2 separate regions of the Capra hircus genome follow, and region 2 is linked to region 1. A link is a contact called in public Hi-C data. All regions are on one chromosome and are shown on one strand. Each heading gives the region's core, a stretch centred on a gene start, on an enhancer-like site or on the middle of the called end of the contact. The rest is flanking DNA. Distances are from core to core; before and after follow the strand shown.

Evidence for each region. Hi-C and Micro-C count contacts between places; a contact is called where the count stands out from the background.
Region 2: a contact with region 1 is called in a Hi-C map of liver, with 5 times the contacts expected there. The contact joins the promoter of ECHDC3 here to the enhancer-like site in region 1. A contact is called at or near these places in 2 of 5 Hi-C or Micro-C datasets (blood and liver).

What each region holds. Positions count from the first base shown.
Region 1 is chr13:15,620,098-15,626,837 of ARS1.2, forward strand. The region is part of intron 5 of USP6NL (USP6 N-terminal-like protein); the gene reads right to left. Among named protein-coding and RNA genes, the nearest start is that of USP6NL, 160 kb to the right of the region's middle. Within about 2 kb of position 5,259, at least 2 of the 5 cell types and tissues checked have an H3K27ac peak or open chromatin away from gene starts, as enhancers often do.
Region 2 is chr13:15,816,029-15,822,254 of ARS1.2, forward strand. It overlaps ECHDC3 (enoyl-CoA hydratase domain-containing protein 3, mitochondrial), which reads left to right and starts at 4,304. Exons shown (of 5, transcript XM_018057005.1): 1 at 4,304-4,699. The coding sequence starts at 4,530.

The sequences.
Region 1 (6,740 bases), core at 4,009-6,508:
GAAACAGCTATCCTTTTTTTAAAAAGGCACATTTTTGTATTCTAACACTCATATATACAGAGAGATTATTTTAAATGCTTCACATTCTTACATGCAAACATAAAACACATATGCACAATTTTAAGAACTATTAAGTATGCTTTTCTTTCCCCTACAGCAAAAAAAAGGAAAAATTTTGGGTAAAGCTCCCAGGCTGTAAGGTTTTAAAATTATACACCAGTATAAAATTATACATTGGTATTCCATCGGGCTTAAGTGTTAACTCTGTAACACTGTCAGATCAACTATACCAGATTTGAATGCACTCATGAATCTGTAATAAGCGGATAAAATATACTTTATCAGCAAAGATGCTACAGCTTATCAACTCCAGAATCTATTCTGAAAATACACGTGACAAGTATGAACTTAAATGCTCTAGAAAAGCAGGCTTGCCACGGACTCACTGACACCAAGACACCAGAACAAGAGCAGCAAGGGAGAACCGCACCTAGAAGTTCAGCAGCCAGGTCAAACTCCACGCACCCGAAAGGACTCCCTAACCACAGTGCTACCACCCTTCCCTCCCTGCTGTAGACTGACAGTGCCACCAGCCACTGAGGCAATCAGCCTACAAGCTTAGCTCTGCAGTCTCCATCTACCTTCCTGCTAGACCCAAACCGCACTCACCGGCCCCGCCCGTATCTCCTGCTTCCATCACTTCCTCTGCCTGTCCCGGGGCGGGACTGGGGCAGTGCTCATCCCTAGACAAGGGCCCAGACAAGGGCAAGAGCGCACAGGCAGCCCGGAGTGGCTGCAAGCCAGCCTCCACACTGCTGTGACCTTTCATGTGAGCCCCAGTTTAAAAAATCCTTCAAGGGCTACCCATTATCTACAAATGAAGTTCAACTGTCTACACAGATGGCTCTAACACAGGATGACACAAACTCACCTTCTAGTTTTCTGCTGCTTTGATGACCTGGTCATCTTGAACTATCTGTCATTCCCAACACACAATGTATTTTCATGCCTGTTAGGAATCTGTACAAAACTGCTAGTAAATAGCTCTGTTGACTTTATACATCGACATCTTACTTTCTCTAATTTTTACTGAAACATTTCAAACCTGCAGAAAGTTGGAAGACCAATGCACCATATACTTATATATGCTTCAGCAAAATCCATCAATTACTAACATTTTGCCAGATTTAATCTATTTATATTGGGGTGCTTTTTTATTGGGGGGCTGATCTATTAGAAAATCACAGACATCATGAACACTCCAAATATTTACCTAAGAATAAGACACATTATCCTACATAATCATAGCACCACTTATCAGACTCCTTCAAGAAATTTAAAATTGGTTCATTATTTCATAATAAACCATCCATATACCAAACTCCCCACTAGTCTCAAAAATGTCTGTAAAGCTGTTTTTTCTTAGGTGGGGTGGAGAGAAGACATCTCTTTAGTTCCCTTCACTCTAGAACAGTCTCCTGGCCTTTGTCTTTCATGATGTTGATTTTTGAAGGGTCTAGTCTGCACTATCTGACTTTGTCTGATCGTTTCCCTGAGATTTTGGTGGGAATACTACATAACAGATTTTGTGTCCTTACGGCACCCACTGACAGCTCGTGCTGATCTGCACCATTATCTGTGATGTAACTGCTGATGCCTTGGTTAAGTGGTATTTGCCCAACTTCTCTGTTAACAGAGACACTCCCTTTTGTAACTAACATGTAATCTGGGTGGTACACTTTAAGATACTGTGGACATCCTGCTCCTTAACAACTCTACTCAGTGGTCTTCTCATCCTCTATAATTTCTGCCTGAATCAATTCTGATGGTGGTAAAATGGTTTTTTACGTTTTTCATGTGTGTGTGGTAAATTTTTTTTTAACCATTTTTGTGGGGTTTTTTTCCCCCTCTCATTCTTTCTATATTACTGATATTTTTCTATTAGAACGTTTTCCCTCCTGAGTCCCACCCAATTTTTAATATCACTATGGAGTAAAGATAGTCTAGTCAAGGCTATGGATTTTCCAGAAGTCATATATGGCTGTGAGAGTTGGACCATAAAGAAAGCTGAGTGCCACAGAATCGATGCTTTTGAACTGTGGTATTGAAGAAGACTCTTAAGAGTCCCTTGGACTGCAAGGAGATCCAACCACTCCATCCTAAAGGAAATAAATCAGTCCTGAATATTCATTGGAAGGACTGATGTTGAAGCTGAAATTCCAGTACTTTGGCCAACTGATGTGAAGAACTGACTCATCTGAAAAGACCCTGACGCTGGGAAAGATTGAAGGCAGGAAGAGAAGGGGACAACAGAGGATGAGATGGTTGGATGGCATCACTGACTCAATGGACAGAAGTTTGAGTAAACTCTGGGGGTTGGTGATGGACAGGGAGGCCTGGTGTGCTGCAGTCCATGGGGTCACAAAGAGTCAGACACGACTAAGCAACTGAACTGAACTGATGGTATAAAGAACTATTTTATTCATTCATTGTGTTATAACCCATTATTATCATCATTATTCCTTTTGAGGCTCAAGTCGTCCCAAATTTGGTTGGACTCCCTCTTACCTGGTTGTAGATTTCCCCTCTTCAAGTGGATCCTTTAGACATGCCCAATCTGGCACAAATTAATTCAGGTTCACTTTATACTTTTTCTATCCTAGACCTAGATCATCCATTTCTTTAAAGAAACAGGGGTACTTTTTCAGGGGGAATGGCTACTAGATGTGCTCATCATTGCAGTTTTTAAAATCACACAGGAGACCCCAGCACAAGAAAATTCTACTCCCCTGAGAATGTCAGGACAACATATTATCAAAAGGAAAAACTTCCATTTGAAGCTTGCAGTTTAATACCTGATTATCTTAAACTGGCATCCCCTCTGAATCAAGACTGGCCCCTCACATTGGGGCAAGCAGAGTTTAAGGATTAAAAATGGGACCAATATCTTCTTTGTTGCCTCAGTCTCTAGTGATCTGAGACTATACTTTAAGCCCATGCAGGACCAGCTGAATAGGAAGTACTTAACAACTGCTGCCAGAGAAGGCAGTGGCACCCCACTCCAGTACTCTTGCCTGGAAAATCCCATGGATGGAAGAGCCTGGTGGGCTGCAGTCCAGGGGGTCACTAAGAGTCAGACATGACTGAGCGACTTCCCTTTCACTTTTCACTTTCATGCATTGGAGAGGGAAATGGCAACCCACTCCAGTGTTCTTGCCTGGAGAATCCCAGGGATGGGGGAGCCTGGTGGGCTGCCATCTATGGGGTCACAGAGTTGGACACGACTGAAGTGACTCAGCAGCAGCAGCAACAACTGCTGTGTCACCCACCCAGTATGCAGTAACCCTGTATTGGGTCCAACACTCCTCCTAACATGATCAATAACCTAGACAGTAAAGGCTAACCACATACACGATACATGGATGAATATTAAACAGTCTTCTCTTCTACAATAAGAAATCTTAGAACTTTAATTAAGTTCAAGTCTTCCAATGTTTTTTGAATATTAGGATATGTGACTGAAGACAGTTGGGCCACGCCACACACTCCTTGACCTCACCAGCAGAGGTCAGGAGAGGATAAGGAGTGCAAGAGGTAGACACGTATTTTGACAGAAGAATGACATTGAAAAGTCATGTATTTTGAGTAAGATTTCACAGCACATAAAATTAAGATATAATTTTAAAAATCTGAATAGGCTCCAATGTTCCATTAAGCTATGCAAAATATCACACTGCAAAAATGAATAGCTGAATCCAGGAAAATTCATAGTTTTACATATACTTTCCTCCTTATTAAAAGCATCAATAAGCTCAAAGAAACAATATAATCCATTATTAATACTGTTCTCTGCAGAGCAAATATAATAAGTGTGTTTGTTTATTTGTTAATGTGTCTGTTTGGGGGAATCCAAAGCACTCTGCAAATACCAACACCAATCCTCTTATGAAGGCCTGATTTCTACTACCCCTATTTTCAACAGAGAATTGCCTATGTTAAAACAAAACCAAACACCCACCACCACAAAGCTGGAACTAAAGCCCTGAGACTTGAGTTCACTATGCATCAGTGTACAAGTCTTTTCAAATGGCAAGCAGGAAGTTCACACTGCAGGTGGATGCTCTGTGAAGACTAATAAACACTTGCAGCTTCCACAAGGCTATCATTTCCACTGGTTTATTCAATGCAGCAATATATGCAGAAATTTTTATGAGTCTCCTAGAAATGGCAGACCTGGAACATTTGGGCTAGGCAGTCACTGAAGAACACATGCACTAAGATGAAACCAGAAAAATTGGGGGAAATCCGGATAAACTAAAAAGTTTCCAGCCTCAGACTGCTTTTCATGTGTCTAGAGTTCTCATCCCACTTTGAAGAAACCAAAGCTGTGAAAGGCAGGTCACACACAATGTGAGCTCAGTTTATGGATGAGGGTAGAACAGAATCTCAGTCAGCAGCCTCAGAACTCCCTCTCCCAGAGACAGATTGACAGGGAATATAAAACTGTCTTGTGTTAAACTGTTAAGGTATGCATGTCATTGCTTAGTGGTTTCCTAGTATATTAAACTCTTTGAACATCCATTAATTGTAACTTGAATTCCATTGGGTAAAGAGGTCTTTTAGGTACAGGCAAATCTCTTTAAAAAAATTTAAGAACAAACAACCTCCCTCAAACATGTATCCTCTACAACGTTTTGTCTCTTATTTCTTTAGTTCACTGTCACATTTTTTGAATCATCTATACTTCTGATTCCCATATGTCTGAATTTTTTGGACCAGGAAATCATTTTGAAAGGGGAAGAGAGGAGGCTCTGGAGAGAAAAGTCAGTATTGTAATGGGTCGCCAGATTTTTATTCTCCCAAATACGGACATATTTTGTTGAAAGACACGTTCCAACTCTTTTCTAATTTTTCAAATAAAGCACGCTGTCACATTGGAAAGGACAAGCTCCACCAGCCTTTAACTCCGTGTTTCATGACAGGACACATCCTTATGTTCAGCCGGTCATTCACTCAGCTGCCATTTATTGAGCACACGCTACGTGCCCTGCTCTGGGTTCTGTGGCTGCAACAGTGAACAGAGCAGAGGAAACCCCCTTCAGAGAGGTTACATCCCAGTGTGGAAACAGACTAAGTACAGATGTAAGTGAAATGTTGAGTGACTTGGACAGCGTTAGTGCTAAGAGAGAAGTAAAGGTGGAGCGGGTGGCTGGCTTGCGTGGGGGAGGGGCCCCCAGTCTTGTAGTTCTCGGGGGTTGGGGGGCTGTCGAGGGACCTGCCAGGCAAGTCAGGGGGCACTGAGGAGGCCTGCAGGAGAGCAGGAGACAGGAGGAGGGGGGAGACAGAAACCAGGCGCGAAGCTCTGAGGCTGTTCTGACGACCTGCCCTTTTACTGTGGATAAGATGGGGGTCGGCATTACGTTCCCCTCAGAACTGACATGATCCCGCCTACTCTTCCAGTGAGCAGACAGCCTGTGGGGAGGAGGGGCGGCGCACTGGCAGAAGCAGGGAGCTGGAAGCTCTGAAGAGGCTCCAGTGAACCAGGTGGCACAAGAGGAGATGCTGAGAAGGCGCCAGACTGAATTCACGGCGAGCCTGAGCTAACAGAGGAGGCGTGGGGTGAAAGAGGACATCAAAGACAACTCGGGAGATTTTAGACAGCAAATTGGATGGGTGGAGCTGCCACTGGCTGAGACAGGAAGCTTGCTCACAGATGTACTTGAGGAGAGAGAGGTTCCAGGCCTGAGCCCCGGGGCATAGTAGAAAGAATAAAGATGAAGATGAGAAGGAACAAGCAGAGGAAACCAAGAAAGAGCGGCCAGTGAGGAAAGAAGAAGGGATTCTGAAGGACAAGACAATACAAGCTTACCTCAAGAAACAAGAGAAAAATCAGATAAATAACCTAACTTTACACCTAAAGCAACTAGAAAAAGAAGAAATGAAGAACCCCAGGGTTAGTAGAAGAAAAGAAATCATAAAAATTAGGGCAGGAGTAAATGAAAAAGAAACAAAGGAGACTATAGTAAAAATCAACAACGCTAAAAGCTGGTTCTTTGAGAAAATAAATAAAATAGAAAAACCATTATCCAGACTCATCAACCAAAAAAGGGAGAAGAATCAAATCAACAAAATTAGAAATGAAAATGGAGAAATCACAACAGACAACACAGAAATACAAAGAATCACCAGAGACTACTATCAGCAACCATATGACAATAAAGTGGACAACCTGGAAGAAATGGATGAATTCTTAGAAAAGTATAACTTTCCAAAACTGAACCACAAAGAAATAGAAAATCTTAACAGACCCCTCACAAGCATGGAAATCGAAACTGTAATCAAAAATCTTCCAACAAACAAAAGCCCAGGACCAGATGGCTTCACAGCTGAATTCTACCAAAAATTTAGGGAAGAGTTAACACCTATCCTACTCAAACTCTTCCAGAAAATTGGAGAGGAAGGTAAACTTCCAAACTCAATCTGTGAGGCCACCACCACCCTAATACCAAAACCAGACAAAGATACCACAAAAAAAGAAAACTACAGGCCAATATCACTGATGAACATAGACGCAAAAATCCTCAACAAAATTCTAATAAACAGAATCCAACAACATATTAAAAAGATCATACATCATGACCAAGTGGGCTTTATCCCAGGGATTCAAGGATTCTTCAATACTTGCAAATCAATCAATGTAATAAACCATATGATTATCTCAATAGATGCAGAGAAAGCCT
Region 2 (6,226 bases), core at 3,054-5,553, 190 kb after region 1:
GTCTTTTATTCTGTATTATTTCTGCGACGTTCTGCCAAGCATCGGTGGGTCTTTAAAGGGACTGTAAAAAGGTAGCGAAGACACATCCGTTCGGCAAAGACATGTAGCACAGGCACGGCGCACATAAATCAAAGCCAGAAAGAAGCCCGCTAGCAGCCTGGAAATCAAATTGTGTCAGGGAGAAGGCCCGGGTGGAAAAATAGATTAGAAGGGCACTGAACAAGAGAGAAGAAAGACAGGCAGCCCCTACTAAAATTAATGAGAGGCAGAGGAGGCCCGGAGAAACAGCCTGACAGAAAAGATTCTTGCACTGCTTAAGGATGGACGAGCATTTCAGCAAGTGATACTGACTCCTGCATGAATAACACAATGGCTGTCCAGAGCCACTTCCCCAAAACCAGGGCTAGAGGCTCCAAAAGACATGAGGGGAGGAAGGAGACATGAAAGGGATGGGAGAGCAGGCATAGGAATTTAGATGAGCACGGAGACCTCCCTCACAGCCCATCCTTCAGGTGACCTCCAGCTCCCAGTCCCAACTTTGTGACTGCTCTGCTGAGTGCGAGCAGGGCTGCAAAACCTCTGAACTAGGTTAATGGTACCTGTCTCTAAGTGATCTTGAGATGTCATAGGTAAAGGACCAAGTGCACGCACTGGCTACGAATCAGGGCTTTGTATAGAGCGACTGTTGTTAAATTAAAAATTTTTTTTCTTGATATATATTTTTTATTGAAGTATAGTTGAGTTACTGTGTTTAAACAAATTTTCTTTCTTTTTTTTTTTTTTTTTTTTACAGTTCTCAAAGTCTTTTTCCCACTTCTCCTCCAGGAGGCTTCCTTTTTCAAGGATCCCACAGAAAGCCAGTTACCATCTTCCAGTTTTTCCTACAAGTCCTACTTGCCCTATCCTTGCCCTCAAACCTAGGGGATCTTAATCTGGTCTCAAATTGGAGACTTGTTTTGATTCATCAGTGGCCTCCCAAATCAACCAATATCATGCCTATTCTTTCCGACTTCCAAGGGCTGGGCTTTTACAAATCAAAAGCCAAGAATTGCCCTTGTGTGTCTGAGTTCTACCTGAACGGAACAAGGACCAAAGAAATGAAGTAAGGTTGCTGTTGGTAGAGATCTCAATTGATATTTCAAAATATTATTCTGTACAGAAGCATTCTGAGCAATCATGAAGCTGAGTATTAAAGGGAGCCTCACTGGACTTCACTTTCACTTTTCACTTTCATGCATTGGAGAAGAAAATGACAACCCACTCCAGTGTTCTTGCCTGGAGAATCCCAGGGACGGGGGAGCCTGGTGGGCTGCTGCCGGGAGCCAGTGTGAGGAATCCCGCCCGTGACAAGGTCATGAGGAAGGAAGCTGACATACGCAAGGCGTGCTCAGACTTCAGGGACCCCTCTGGAAATTCCTAAGCATGTACCCCAACAAAAATCTGCCGGCTTTTGTGCTCTGCTTTTCCACTCTTCTGACATTTTCTGGAAAAAGTCAATTCAGGGCTTTAGTCTTCTGCATTTGAAAGAGTGTTTCAATCCAAAAACCCTCTGATGGCTTTCTAGCCTGCTGCAGGACTCTGGAGTGTGATTGTTTGAGGCCTCCTGACCGCAGGAGGCACAGGAAGCTTAAAACATCCTAGGAATGTAGGAGCTTCCGAGGAGTCAAAATCTTTAGAATAGGACTGATTAAAAGTTTCATTTTTTGGGTCAGTGCTTGCTGCCAAATTTTCATATCCTTTATTTTTAGATATAGTTGGTATATAGAAAAACAAGTAGTAGACCTGGTATTAGCAACATTAGATCTTTGAGTTAAGTACCTTCTTTGTTATATCCCACTGCACCTTTGTTCTATAGAGATGTAACTTTAATGCGCTAAGGAGATGCAGATTAAAGAAAAACACTTCAGGGGAAACAAAATTAACATTCATTAAGGAAGAGAGCCAAAAAGTGTTAACAAGCCTCTTGGCCAGAAGATAATGTAAATCACCTGAGACCTTTTGTATACAAAATGATATACGGAAAGAATCTGGGTTGCGAATGCTACATAATTTTGTATTACCCATTGATCTCCGTGTTTTATCAAAAGTATAAAAGGCCTTCTGAACAATAAAGGATGGGGGCCAGGGGCCAGGGGCCAGTTTCTCGGGCCAGCTTCTCGAACTAGTCTCTCGGCCTGGTTTCTTGGAACTCTGGCTCCCCCCGTGTCTCTCTCTCTCTCTTCTTCTCTCCCCTTCCCTCTCTCTGCTCTTTACTTTAACTTCAGGCTGAATCTCCACCTGGGGCGCGGAGGCTCGCCAGGTCTACTTACTTGCTCTGGCTGTTAAGACCCGCACGAAAGGGAGCTTAAGGCGAGGCACCCTTAGATATTCAAGCGGGCGCCGGTGGCCCAACGTAGATGGTGCAAATTCCTTGTCTGGAATTTTATTGGCCTTCCGCGTAAACCAAGCTATTCAGCCCTCTTCCTCCACTTAATCTTCCTACTACGCTACAGTTTCTTAATCTAATCTTATATCAATCAATAAACAAGTCTTTCCACGCCAACGCCGTCCACCCTTCGAATTCCCTGGATCCACCGGGGCTGGACCCCGGCAGGCTGCTGTCTATGGGGTCGCAGAGAGTCGGACACGACTGAAGCAACTTAGCAGCAGCACTCAAAGGAATCCAGCCTGTCTCTGTGAAAGTTCAGTGGCCCTACTTGAGGATGTCTTTGCATAATTGTGATCCTTGCAAAATTTCAGTGTGAAAGCTCCTTATGTGTGTGTTGCTGGGGGTGGGGATGGGGGTGCCATAAGGGGAGGGGTCGTTCTACAGACTAGGGAGGAATCTTGAGGGCCAGACCTTCCCTTCCAAGGGTCATGCAAATCTCCAGACTCTGTGAATTCAGTGAATACAGTTCAGTTCAGTTTAGTTCAGTCGCTCAGTCGTGTCCGACTCTTTGCGACCCCATGAATTGCAGCATGCCAGGCCTCCCTGTCCATCACCAACTCCCGGAGTTCACCCAGACTCACGTCCATCTAGTCAGTGATGCTATCCAGGCATCTCATCCTCTGTCGATCCCTTCTCCTCCTGCCCCCAATCCCTCCCAGCATCAGAGTCTTTTCCAGTGAGTCAACTCTTCACATGAGGTGGTCAAAGTACTGGAGTTTCAGCTTTAGCATCAGTCCTTCCAAAGAACACCCAGGACTGATCTCCTTCAGAATGGACTGATTGGATCTCCTTGCAGTCCAAGGGACTCTCAAGAGTCCTCTCCAACACCACAGTGAAAAAGCATCAATTCTTTGGCACTCAGCTTTCTTCACAATCCAACTCTCACATCCATACATGACCACAGGAAAGACCACAGTGACACCGGGACTCATCACACTTGAGCTTTCAGCCACAGGACTGCTGTCTGGTGCCAGACACCTGGAGCCTGGAAAGGGCCTCCCTCTCCTTCCTTGTGTGTGTGCTCCCTCGCTCAGTTATGTCCGACTCTTTGCAACCCTATGGACTATAGCCTGCCAGGCTCCTCTGTCCATGGGATTCTCCAGGCAAAAATACTGAAGTGGGTTGCTGGCCTTCCTCCAAGGAATCCTCCCAACCCAGGGATCCAACCCAGGGATCCAACCCACGTCTAAACTGCATCTCCTGCATTGGCAGGCGGATTCTTTACCCCTGTGTCACCTGGGAAGCCCCCATACTACTCGTAATGTTAGCCAAAGGCCTAGAAGCATTGAAATGCACCCTCCTTGGTGCACTGAAAAAACACTGGATACAAATTAGATCCCACAGGTTTTCCATAAGAGAAGACACAGAGCATTCAAAAGCCAGTGCCTGAGTGGGACACAGGTCCTGTAGTGACCTGGGACCACCTGCAAGGCCTGGGATAGGATGAGTAGGATGAAACAGTTTGTAAAAAAAAAAAAAAGCAGCGTCCTGTAGCTCACATCATTCGCTCCCTGATGGCGCTCATTTTTCTTCTGATCTAGGCAAACCACCACGTTCTTGATGTTGTAGCAAAAGGGAACAAGCCAGCCCAAGCCTCGCCTCCTTTAAACCCCTTCATCTGACCTTGCTAAGGCAAACAAACCTCAGAGCGCGCCTGCAGGTTTTGAGTTGTTCACCCCAGGCCCGACCCCTCAAGTCCTCCGGGGGCAGGGCGCCAGGGCCTCGGGAGCGGGGCGACACGAGGGGCGGGGTCATAGGCGAGGTAGGGATTTCGGGGGCGGGGCGCCAAGGGCAAGGGGCGGGGCAAGGGCGGACGCGGCGCCAGGGGCGGTGTTACGGGGGCGGAGCCTCGGGGCGCACCGGGAGGACTCGCGGCCCCCGCGCGGGACGGGGAGCGGCGGGGAGGGGCGGAGGGGAAAGGCCTGGGGAGAAGAGTCGGGTCCCAGCTTGGGCCCGGGGTCCCCGATCCAGTTTTGCCCGCGGCCTGGAGCGATCGAGGCGCAGCGGCCCGGCCGGCACCCACGCCCATCGGAGCGCCCAGAGCCCGCGGGCCCCGGCGTCGAGCTCAGCAGCGTCAGATTCCGGCGCGTCTCTAGCCGCCATGGCTGCGGCCGCGGGCCTGCGGGCCTTGGGAGCGAAGGGGTCGGGCTGGCTCCAGCGCGGTCCGTGGGCTCCACTCACCACCGGCTTCTGCAGCCGGGGGCCGGCCGGGATCGGGCGGCCGGAGCCGGGGCCGCGACCCACCATCGCGCGGCAGCGGGACGGCATCAGGTCAGCGGCCCGCCTGGGTGCGGGGCTGTTCCCCGGGGGGTGGCCGGCGGGACCCAGGAAGAGAGAGGGGCGCAGGAGGCCGGCTGCCAACCGTGCCACCCCACGCAGAGTCCAGAGCGGCTCCGTCGGTGGTCAGCTCCGCCAGCCGCAGAGCCCAGTTTATCCATCGCAGTCCATCTGTTCGGCGGGAGTGTCCGACGTGAAAAGAATCCGCGGATGCGGCGTTTACGGAGGTCCCTTGGCTGGGCTCAGTGGCCTGTGGGACCCTGCAGGATTCACACCGAGGATTTAAGTGGGGCTGCCAGCGACGGTGCCAGCACTGCCCCTAAACCCCAGACCGAGTCGACCTCGCATTTGGACTCAGCGTGGGCAGCCATATGGGAGGCCCCTCCGCTGCTGTGCCTTTGAGAAAGCCCTTCATAGAGGGCTCTGGGCCTCACAAACATGACGTGGCTCCAAGGCGCCGTCAGGCTTAGCCGAGCTGCTCCTTGGCCCGCAGCCAGAAGTGCCCACGTGGGCGGTAAATAAATAGGTCGAAGGACACACTGTACTGAGCTCTGCCCTTTGGCTCAACAAGCCTAAACCCCTTTTACAAAAACATACCTGGGCACACACTTGAAACTGGACGGTGGAGTGGTAAAGGCAGAAGGCCTTCAGCTCCATCCAGGCCTCACCTTGACGACTGCCTGGCCCAAGCAAGAGTGCAGAGGGAGGCCTGCCTGACATGTCTTGAGTATTTAGACCTTACAAATCAAGCAAACTGTAAGATAGGTCAATATATTTCCTTCTGTCCTGACAAGTAGGCAGTCCTAAAATCTGGTGTGTGCGAGCGCACAGTGCTGAGTTGCCTGATTTTTTGCCGCCCTATGGGCTGTAGCCCAGCAGGCTCCTTTGTCCATAGAATTTTGCAGGCAAGAATACTTTGCAGGCCACTTACTTCTCCAGGGGATCTTCCCTACCCAGGGATCGAACCCACATCTCTTGTGTCTGCTGCATTAGAGGGCAAGTTTTCTTTACCAGCTGAGCCAGCAGTGAAACCCAAGACTTGGAAGGCTGTTTGAGTCCTCAGGCTCCGAGGAGCTCCCCCAAAGCAGTGGAGAGCACTCTTGGCCTGCAGCTTTGTGCTGTGCTTCCCACCCTGCCCTGGCACTCCTCACCTCTCCCCCACTCCATCCTGATGTTCTGCCAGGGTCTTGGCACACAGGTCCGAGACATCCTGTGCAGCATGCCCACAGTCTGTCCACTCCTTCACCCCCTACACTTAGCTGCTCACAGCCACCCCGTAGGCCTTAGGGTGCCCACTGCAGAGCCATGGAATTCCAGGGTTTCAGGTGACTTGCAGTGGGGTGTGGAAGGGTGTTGTGATTTCCAGGTGCACACATCTCAACATCCCACTAGACTCCTTGCTCGCCAGGAGGGGTACCGCTGGAAGGGGGCCTGTCGGAGCAGAGTTCTCCAAAGTGCAGGGCCAGGGCAGGGTACTTTTATGGGCAAAGTAGGGCCCTTAAAAAACTATTTCTTCAAATC